Linked DNA regions of Mus musculus: regions 1 and 2 are each linked to region 3. The links are chromatin contacts, called in public HiChIP or PLAC-seq maps. All regions are on one chromosome and are shown on one strand. The core of a region is the stretch at or near the end of the contact, and the rest is flanking DNA. Distances in the headings are between cores, read along the strand shown. Region 1 overlaps Nrcam (neuronal cell adhesion molecule). Region 2 overlaps Nrcam (neuronal cell adhesion molecule). Region 3 holds the start of Nrcam (neuronal cell adhesion molecule).

Region 1 (3,255 bases), core at 429-2,928, 170 kb after region 3:
GCCTTGCAAATACAGACTTGATAATAAGAAGCCATGTCTCAAATGAAATGGAAGGCAAGGACTAACACCCAAGGATATCCTCTGGCTTTACACATATATGCACTATCATATTATATCTAATAAATATGACATTTTGTTTATTAACTTGAAAAAAGACATTAAAAAATTATTCCATTAAAACTCAATGATGTTCAACTGTATGAATGAATTTGATTTTTGAAGTGGTTATTCAGTGCCAACATCAGATACATGGATAGAGATGATGACATAGTGGCTCTAATGTAGTGGACTGACTACAAGCTACTGCTGTTAGTCAAGTCTGTTCTCCTCCTTTCCTCTTTAATAAACTATGTTCTAAGATGGCTTTTTATATTTTAAATAGTTGAAAAGATCAAAAGAATATTTAATAATGTGAAAATTACACAAAATTCAAAGTTCAGCAGATAAGTAAGTTTTTTCTGAAACTTAGCCATGTTAGTGTTGTATGGTGTTGATCCCACACAATTTTGGCAGTTAAGGAATTTCAAATAGAGCCAATGTGGCTGCCAAGGCCTAAAGTGTTTGCCATGCAATGCTGATTTGCAGACAGCATTCACTGACCCTGTCTGCATTGAACAAGAGGCACATTCCATGTTGATTCTAAATGGAACTACAAAGGAAAGTTTCAGTAGCTGTGTGAGACTCAGCACTGAGCTTCCCAAACTGAGGATGTGGGAGAGAGCTCTCGAGGAGAGATGGTGGAGATTCGGGTACATTTATCCCACACAGAGAGATGAAACTCCATCTTCTTTTCCCCTCATACCATTAACTCTTGAGAGGATTCCGTGAATGATAACTGTATCCAAAGGAGCTTTGTTGAAGTAGCTTCCCAATGCTGTGGACAGTTCTATCTATGAAGCAATCAAGACACTGGTCTGGGAAGATTGACAGAATGCAACTCCAGTGAAACCATCACTATGAGAGGTTTCCATCTACATTATAGAAGGTATCTCTTTTGCCCTCTTCCCCTGCTTCCTAGTTTGTTATTCTCGAAAAATCCATTGTCTCCTTAGAGCAAGCTGGGAACTGTATTATTGCTTTTGAATGTGAGAACCAACCAGATCAAATATCCATTAAAAAAACCCACTGTAAAGCTTTGAAAAGAAACATCGAAACTCATCACACACGCCTTGATAGTACCTCTTAATGCCAGCAAGCATGTGAGAAAGTGCATGTTGTCCGTCAATTAAATAGGCACAGCTATACCTATGAGAATCATAGCAGAGTATTCACATCTAAAAGAATGGCACTGGACACCTAAGAAGGTTAGAAGGTTGAAGGTTTTGCTTCTGTTTGCCTGCAGTCATACTGAAGATACAATGCAGATGCAGACTGGTATCAGTGACTGATAGCGAGAGAAAGCCAGAGAAATGGAGCCATTATGTGGACCTAATGCTTCGATGGCCCAGCCAGACAAGCCAGGGAATTTAATATTAAAGAACACTGTCTGCCAGTGGCACTGGCACCCCTGACTTTTCATGCTGGTATCTAATTTCTTTCCTTTCTCTTAAAGCTTCACCCAGTCCCCTGTAGCCCTTGCCACTTCCATCATTCAGTGAGTAGATGAATGAAGCTTTCTCCCACACAACTCTGATTAGCCAGTCATTCATTCTGCCGAGTACTAATTATGTTCCCGGCGCCATGGTAAGCGTGTGAGGCACAAAGCAGAACAAGGAGGTTGCCCTCCCCTCCCCAGGGAAGTACATACAGGCTCCCAGTGGTGACAGACTTGCAAAGAAGTACACTTGTAAAGTGGGTTTCTGGAATATGTTTGTATTTGTGAATGAAAATTGCATCCTGGAGACTGTCTTGTAAACGAACAGCTGCCATTCTATGTAAGCCCTGAGCTGGGACAGAGAAAGAACATTCGACCAGGACCACAATGTCTTGAAAGACTTCCAGGGGAGCTGTTGAGGCTTGATGAGTGAAAATGAGAGGATTTGTGAGCCAGACAGAAGTAATATTCAGGCAGGCATGAAGATTTGGGGAAAAAAAGACTAAAACCATAGGTATAGGTGGGAGCAAGTCACATTAAAAGTACACAGTGGTCAAGGTGCTAAGTAGAAGATGTGAAAACTAACACAGGAATTCCAGGAGCCTGAGGTGGGGAAGCAATGAGAACGGGGTTTTGGAAGGATGTTCTCGAATCTATGGAGAGAATAGGGTATTGAATACTGGAGATGAGGAGTCTCAGCATTTGGAGGCTATTCAACTGTGGCTGATAGCACCGGCAGGAGGTGAAAAAAGTTAAGAGAAGAGTAGGAAGTGTGCTTAGTTAGATGTGAGGTAGGAAGAAAGGGAAAGAGGTGTATGACTGGCACGAGTTCCAGCTTAAAGTTCTAGCCTGAGGGTGGTTCAAGACACAGGTGTTCATACTTGAAAAGTGAAAACATAACTAGATGTTTAAATGTGCGACAGTATTGAAAAGGTGAAATATGTTTGGTGTTGGGTGAAGGGAGGGGGTCCTGGAAAACAGAGAGCCTGAAAGAGAAGGGGATATGAGAGCTGAGGAAGGGGAATGTGAAACGGGGCAGAAGCGGGCAGGATCAGTGATTCTACATCCTGCAGAAAGGACAACTGCAGACCTGGTAGAAAAGCTCCACCCCATTCTGAGAACCCCAGGCTTATGGACACAGACTTCTGGAAGTGGTCCCATCGTCCTTCCCCTCTCCTAACCCTCATGACTTCTCTCTTTGTTTTGCTGAACTGCAATGTTCTCCTTGTGTGTGCATCTCCTAATACGTCTCTCCTGCTCCTTTTCCTTTACTGCTATAGATGTTTCAGACGCTGTCTCCTTCCATTTAGATTAATGTGGCATTAACCTTTCCTCTCACTGGATGCCATGCCAAGTTTTCTATACATCTCCCTCTCTAGTAGTTTTGGAGCAATGGCAACTTACTCGGTTGTACTTTATCTGCTCAAATGTAAAGCACATAGGTAATATTTGTAGAATATTTGTAATCATACCGATCAGAACCAATTCCATCATCAAGCCTTATTGGATGTGAAATCAATAGTGTTCTCACAATCTTCTTACAGTGTGCATTTCCCTTTGCTTCACTTTTTAAATCTGGACTTTTAGAAAAGCCAGCATGCCAAGGAGGGACTGAGGAGCTCATACGCAGCCTTAGAACTGTAAACAATGTAACTGCACCTCGAACTTTCAGCATAAAGTCGAATTTATCTTCTATAAAGTTAGTCATGAAATTTCGCACA
Region 2 (3,298 bases), core at 94-2,593, 150 kb after region 3:
GCGGTGAGGCAGGAGTGGGTGGGTGGGTGGCAGACTACCCTTATAGAGGCAGGGAGATGATATAGGGGGAGGTTGCAGAGGGGAAACCAGGAAGGGGGAAAACATTTGAAATGTAAATACATAAAATAACCAGAGAGAAAGAGAACGAGAGAGAAAGAGAGGGGGGTCCCTTTTCCTTTCCATCTCATGGGGACATAGTAAGAAGGTTCATTGTATATACTTTGTGAACCCAAAACCAGATCCTAACCAAACATCAAACTGCAGGTACTTTGATCTTGGAATTCAGTGTTCAGAATTGCGAGAAGTAAGTTTCTGTTGTTTCTGAGAGACCTATTTTGTGGTACTTTGTTACAGGTCTGCAAATAGATTAAAAGAGTGGAAGAATAAGTACGTTGAGCTTACTTGTCCTATGTGTAAAATGTTAACATTTGATTTGGGAGAGTTAGAGAAAAGTTACCATATGCAAAGTATGATGGACTGATTACATATGAAGATCTCTTGAGACTGTAGCTGTTGTTTGACTGAAAAGCTCTGCATAGTGGCACAATCCTACAATCCCAGCTTGGAGGGGTATGGGAGTGGGGAAGTGTGAGTTTGAGGCTAGCCTGGGTTACACAAGAAGGAAAAAGAAATTAAACAAAACAAAACAAAACACCTAGTTCCAAGTGATATGGAGTCCTTTAGTTTTAATAAAGAAAAAAAAGGTAAAATCTGTACATTTAATTACAGTTGAAAAAAACATTGACAGTATAGCAATTATTTAATCACTTTTTCTCCCACTGTTAACCCCTGTTGTAATTAGCAGCTTCTGTTCCAAATTATATATGTCGTAATTGTGCCCCCTTTGCTATAGACAAAATGCTTTTTATGCATGGGTATGCAAATGTGGACGTTAGGCAAACGGTATAATGAGCCAGAAGTTAATGAACAGGAAACTGCACAAGAATGAGGCAGACAAGTTGTCACCAGAGATGACTGTGGGGCAGGAAGTATGAACCAAGCATTCCCAAGAAATGGAAAGTGGTTCAGGAGACAAGGGCTGCCTCCAGACAGGCAGAGAACAGATTTGACTACAGGCTTACTGAAAAAAAACCTAAGTGTCAGTCGCTCTCCAATAAGGCCGGTAGAGTTTGGGATGAACTACCTATTGCAGGAATATTCAGGCCTCTATTAAATCTATTTACTTCTGATTCAAATAAATGACAAAGATTCTCATCCTTTCCCAGTGGATTGTTAACAATTGGCACATATGAGACAAGATGCAGTGGGAAACCAGAGGTTACATTATGCATTTCATTAGCAAGACTGGCACTACAAGAGAGTACGAGGGGGTGCTTCCCTGGGTGGGAAGCAGCAAACACCGCCAGGCTGAGCTGAAGCTCTGTAGCTTGTAGCAGCTACCAACAGTGGGTTAGAACAACTTACATTTGATTCCAGACCCACCAAGAGAAAAAAGCACCAGCCCTTACTGGGCTGCTAAAATCCAGAGTTACAGCCACCACACAAGCTTCTATAGCAACTACCACCAATTGCTTCATTTTTAAGTGCCAAACCAAGAGTCTTGCTTTACCATTTCCCCTTACTGTTTGTGACTGGGTCTTAAATGTGCACCAGAGGCATCCTAAAAGTTTGGTCTCTAGCCTGTGAAGTTATTAGGAGCTGATAGAACTCTTGATAAGCAAGCCTCGTTGGGTGAACTGATTCTTTAGGCCCTTGAAGGAGATACTAGAGTGAAGCCCCTTCTTGTCTCTTTCTTTCCTTCATGACTGACGTGAGGTAGGAAGCTCTTTCTTCCCCTGTGTGCGCCCTGACACAATGACCTGCCTCGTCTTAGGGCCCCAGACTGTGAATCCAGGTGACCGTAGACAAAAGCCTCTGAAACCATAAGCCAGAATCAAACTCTTACACTGGTGATTTTGGGTATTTATTACAGCTGTGTAAAGATATCTCAAACAACATCCAGTGAGCAGGACCCAGTGAATAACTGACTGCAACAGGAACATGGGACACTTTGATTGCAGATTCCCTGTCCTGGTATTAGTCCAATGTATAGGGAGGCAGGTGTGCAGCCAAAAGACAAAATGAGAAGTGGGCACCCTAGTTATCATAGAGAGAACATTAGATTTAAAATCAGAAAACCTAAGAGCAATTTGCCAGACCTGACTCTCAGTGACCTTGTGATTTTATAAAATAACTCTCTCCCTTACACTGAGAATAACCATAATACTGCCTCACAAGCAGTTGAAGGAAATGAGATATAGTATATGTAAGTCATTTTGTAGAGATAAAGATTGTGTGAATTATTAGTTATCCCACACTGGTCTGTGGGAAATTATCCAATTCAGGACTTATGTGACAATCATAAAGATTTTGCTTTTTAATAAACCGGTTACATCAGTTACTTGCTTGCTTTACACGCCTGTGACTCCAGGACAACACTGCTAAATTAGAGTCGTGAGTTTAACACTCTCTGTCAATTTAGCAGATTTATATGTTTTTTTTTTTAATAGAAACAATTCTCTTTTGATGGGTCACATCCAAAGATTAGCAGCTGAGCTCTCTTAGCAGCAGGAAGGAAGGGTCGCTAGCCTTGGGTTCCACAAATGAACTTATTAAGAGGATTTATAAAGCCATCTAGTTAATCAGAGAGGAGGGGAGTGGAAGAGCTTTGCTTAGCCAAGCCACAGTTGCCCACTGCACAATTAGAAGCACAGTTCGCATTAGACTGCTGTAGTCCTCAGTTGGGGGTCAGGCAGCGAGCAAGGATACAGCTGGTGGGTGGATACTGTAAGGTTGTTAATTAATCACAAGGGGGTGTAAACTGAGGTTGAGGGTTTAATCTCTGTTTGGTTTTGCATGGCCCCTGTTCCACTACATTGACCTGCATTTCCTGGATGACCTCTTGTTAGACTTCTAGGAATTATGGCCGTGTTGAGTCCTCCTTTGTAAGTTATCAGGGTCGCTGTTTTGAGCAGACCATTGACTTGGGGCTTTATCACATAAAGGTTGCATTCGATCCCTTTTATGTATTTGAAGAGAAAAATTCTGGTTCATCTGGTGGAGAAGATTTGTTGGATTTATTATTTGGGTTGTTTTCTGGTCTGATTCTTTGTGGGCACTTTGTTAACTCAGTTAACCTTCACAGTCACCATGTGAATAGATGCTGGGGTCCGCACTTGTACCAATGAAGAAGTTAAGGTACATAACTCTAAGTGATTTGCATCATGTTGGAATCTGCTTAATGGGGAGCTTGGCTTTGAGCTAAGGTTAGGCTGACCCCAGCCAGTGAGCCTGACCG
Region 3 (3,299 bases), core at 485-2,984:
TTAAAGGCATGGGCCACCAGGCCCAGCTAACATACTTTTTTTTTTTTTTAAGTGCTTTTATCTTTCTGATCTGGAGTTTACCAACCTTTCACTTGAGTTCCGCTAGGAGGGTGGTGGTGGTTAAAAAAAAAAAAAAGTTACAATTTATAATTAAAAAAAAAAAAAAAGACAGCTAAAACCAAGTTTCTGTGTTTACGTAGTCTAAACTTCTGATTCCACAGGGTTAGAGCAGGTGGAGAGAGTGGGGCACATGCTGGTGGGTAGACTGATCATTACTAGCGTAGCTAGGCACATGCTTGGTTTCAGAAAATTTGAGGTCAAGTTGTCGGGTAGTCTCCCTGAGAGGCCTGCAGTATGGATATGGATTAAGAAACTTGGTTGAGAAAATCAGGCAAAGGGAGAAAAAGAGAGAGGGGAGGGGGAGATAGGACTGAAAAACAGAGGAACGTCTAAAGCCTGTTCACCCCAGGTACCACTGGAGGGCTCCATGGCTCTCTACGGAGGTGCTCCTCACGGGAAGAGACATTCTGTGCTCTGTCCTTGACACAGCATGGCACAGTGGTTAAGACTATGGGTTTCGGGATCAAGTGTGAATCGTAGTACTCTTTGAAGCTTTGAAGTACTTTCTTTTATGAAGGGGATCCTGTATGTTTGGGCAGTAGGAGAAAGAAGAGACACTGTGCACATGAGTGAATGTGGGTTGAAGCTTAAGTTCAAAGTAAAGTCACAGCAGGGCAGAGGAGCTATCAAGACTCTGAAGCATGGCCCGGGCCAGATCTGTTTTTATTCATGAGTGCCAATCTAACACCTATTCTGGAGGCTGAAGGTAGAGGCTGAAGAGAGCTTCCAAAAGTAAATGGTCCAGCTGGGTAATACCAGGCTGACTGTACCCGGGCCTGCAGAAGGAAGTAGGCCCAGGTAAGAGGCTATGTGCCTTGGACACCATCATGCTGGAAGGGGTGAGGGTCCTGAAGAATCTGAATTGTGTAGTATGCAGTGGGTTTACTCAAATTCTACATATTCTTTTAAAAAATTCTACACACTTTTGCATTGAAAAAACAAACAAACAAACAAACACAAAACTTGTATAATACTCTGCAATCTGAAAAGCTTATGTCAACTACTCCAGAAACCCAATCCCTACTGAAAGTAGCATCCGCTTACACGCTAAAGGGACCCTTCCTCAAGTGTATTTGAAAATGACAGTTGTAAAACTATAAACCAGTACCCAACCCATGCCAAGTAGAGTTTGCAAAAGCACGAAATACTTTAGAGGAATAGAAGAGAGGCGGAAGGATTGGAGGTGAGAGGAGGGCGGGAGGGAATGTGTGATCCGGATCCATCCATCACACTCACACGGAAATCTAAACCAAGGAGAGTGGCATTTAAAACACTGGTTTTCTGGAACATCTTCTGTAGACACATCCCAGTCACCCATTCCCCTGAACACTCAAGTCCTGAGTTCCTGGCCCTACAGCCACCACCTCACCCGGTGCGTGGTGGCAGAGGTCCGGAGTAGCGCGACCTCTCAGGTGAGAGGCCACCCAGTCCTCAAGGCGCTCAAGGCCGGAGCCCATTCGCTGCAGCCTAAGCTGTGGGTGGGTGGGAGGGGGTTAGGCCGGAGGGGAGGGGGCGGGCGACGCCCGGTGAGTGCGGGGGAGGGGGACGCGGGGACGCTAAGAGAGTCGGGAGGGGCCTGAGCGCGACGCTGGGTATCGCCGGGAGCGGAGGGCGGGAGCGGCGAGGACGCGCGCTTCGCCTGGGTCGCTGGCGGACGCGCGCCGGAGTCCGAGCCTGAGACGCGCGGGCGCGAGGGACCGTGCAGAAACGGAGACTGGGGCAGCTGGAGGCGACAGCTTCGGAAGCTTCGGAAACACGCACGACAGCTGGGCTCCGGGGTCTTAGGCAGTAGCGCCCCGGCAGGGAGGTGGGCGCGGCACGAAAACGTGAGTAGCCCTGGGTGTGTCTGGCGGTTGCATTAGTGACATTCTGTCCTGGTGGGTGGACGCGGCTGGAGCAGAACAAGGAGCCCGAGGCTGCCGCGTTGTCACTCAGACACTGGCGCCCCGGCTCAACCCGAGCTCTTGTGGGAGTCTGGCAGCACTTGCAGCTTGGGAGAAAGAGGTCGGCGACTTCGTTTTCTCTTGCAAGCCCTTGACATAGTCGGGGCGCTGGTTGGAAAAAGGAGACGCACGCCCTGGGAGGACGCGGCTTCGACCCCCGCAGCTCGGGTACCACGGGCGAGAGCCCACCAGCTCCTTGGGTCCCGGGTTAACTTCAGCCTCTCTGGAAGCCCTGACTAGAGGTCTGCCTGTGGACAGACCGGCATTACACAGCTTTCTGGGCTGGGACGCAGTGGATGCAGTGTCACAAGACAGGGTCGCCCGGCGGCGAAGCGCGACTGAGTCCCGCTGGTCGCGCTGCAGCGTGCGCGCGTTCGTGTCCCCACGGACACATCTGGGCGTGGGCTTTGTTCAGATGTGCTCACACCTGGGCGAATCGCCGTGAGCGGGCGGGGGGCGGGGGAGGGGAATCGGCGATGCTGACTGCCCACCTCGGCTTTCTCAGCCCTGGCGAGGACTCAGGGAATCAGAGGGGAACAGGATAGACACCAGGGATGGTGCGCTGGGGACACTTGCTTTGTTGGCTTCCAGGTGAGGGCCGTGACAGTTCCCCCACCACACACAGCCTCTGTGGACAGGGGCTTCTCAGGGCTGGTGTACCGGGTTTGGGACAGACTGGGAAGAGCCTCTGCCCTGAGCAGGCTCTCAGGGTGGGATCTGACTACAGCTTCGCCCGGGAGTACTGTGGTGAGCCTGGAGTGACTGCCCGCGTTAGAGCATCATCTAGCTGCGAGCGCCATCTGTGCCCGGCACCGCCCCGGGCCCTCCAGGCAGCGCGGGTGGGCGCTGCGGCTCTCTGGTTCCCGGGGTGTGTGGATCCGGCTACTCTCGGTTCACATCTGCCACGGCACAGAACAGGGACCGGATTTCACAGTAGGCAGAGCTAGGGAGTCATTCTCTGAGAAGTGTTCTCTGGATAGCAGGTGCAGCACGAGTTCCCTGAGTCCACCGGGCTGGTAGGCAGGTCATTTCTTTCCCTTTGCTCCGGGCTACCTCTTCACATCCCTGATGCTGGCTGGAGGTCCCTGTGCGTCTGCAAGCACAGAGAAGAGTCGCCATGAGCAAGAGTCCCTCTCCTACCTCACCATCTTCACCCATAGCTCCAGCACCATGGTAAACTGAGAGGGAAAAAGTCCAGAGAGGGAAATGTTCTTCTCCTTCTCTGTTCTTGGATGG

What was found. HiChIP or PLAC-seq counts read pairs in DNA pulled down with a chosen protein or histone mark.
Region 1: a contact with region 3 is called in an H3K4me3 HiChIP or PLAC-seq map of embryonic basal ganglia, with 3 times the contacts expected there. The contact joins the enhancer-like site here to the promoter of Nrcam in region 3. A contact is called at or near these places in 5 of 39 promoter capture datasets (cranial neural crest, embryonic stem cells, epiblast stem cells and 2 more), 1 of 484 Hi-C or Micro-C datasets (embryonic fibroblasts), 9 of 115 datasets of contacts at active chromatin or transcription factors (embryonic basal ganglia, embryonic forebrain, embryonic hindbrain and 5 more) and 2 of 9 other capture datasets (adipose tissue and embryonic stem cells).
Region 2: a contact with region 3 is called in an H3K4me3 HiChIP or PLAC-seq map of embryonic basal ganglia, with 2.7 times the contacts expected there. The contact joins the enhancer-like site here to the promoter of Nrcam in region 3. A contact is called at or near these places in 10 of 39 promoter capture datasets (the 3T3-L1 cell line, the HPC-7 cell line, embryonic stem cells and 3 more), 2 of 484 Hi-C or Micro-C datasets (cortical neurons and embryonic stem cells), 7 of 115 datasets of contacts at active chromatin or transcription factors (astrocytes, embryonic basal ganglia, embryonic forebrain and 4 more) and 2 of 9 other capture datasets (embryonic stem cells and pancreatic islet).

What each region holds. Positions count from the first base shown.
Region 1 is chr12:44,497,388-44,500,642 of GRCm38.p6, forward strand. The region is part of intron 3 of Nrcam (neuronal cell adhesion molecule); the gene reads left to right. Among named protein-coding and RNA genes, the nearest start is that of Nrcam, 170 kb to the left of the region's middle. Within about 2 kb of position 1,679, at least 11 of the 459 cell types and tissues checked have an H3K27ac peak or open chromatin away from gene starts, as enhancers often do. A contact at or near this core is called in embryonic basal ganglia, where this site is marked.
Region 2 is chr12:44,478,893-44,482,190 of GRCm38.p6, forward strand. All of the region lies in intron 3 of Nrcam (neuronal cell adhesion molecule), which reads left to right. Among named protein-coding and RNA genes, the nearest start is that of Nrcam, 150 kb to the left of the region's middle. Within about 2 kb of position 1,344, at least 9 of the 459 cell types and tissues checked have an H3K27ac peak or open chromatin away from gene starts, as enhancers often do. A contact at or near this core is called in embryonic basal ganglia, embryonic forebrain and neural stem cells, where this site is marked.
Region 3 is chr12:44,327,151-44,330,449 of GRCm38.p6, forward strand. Nrcam (neuronal cell adhesion molecule) reads left to right here and starts at 1,735. Exons shown (of 31, transcript NM_176930.4): 1 at 1,735-1,946.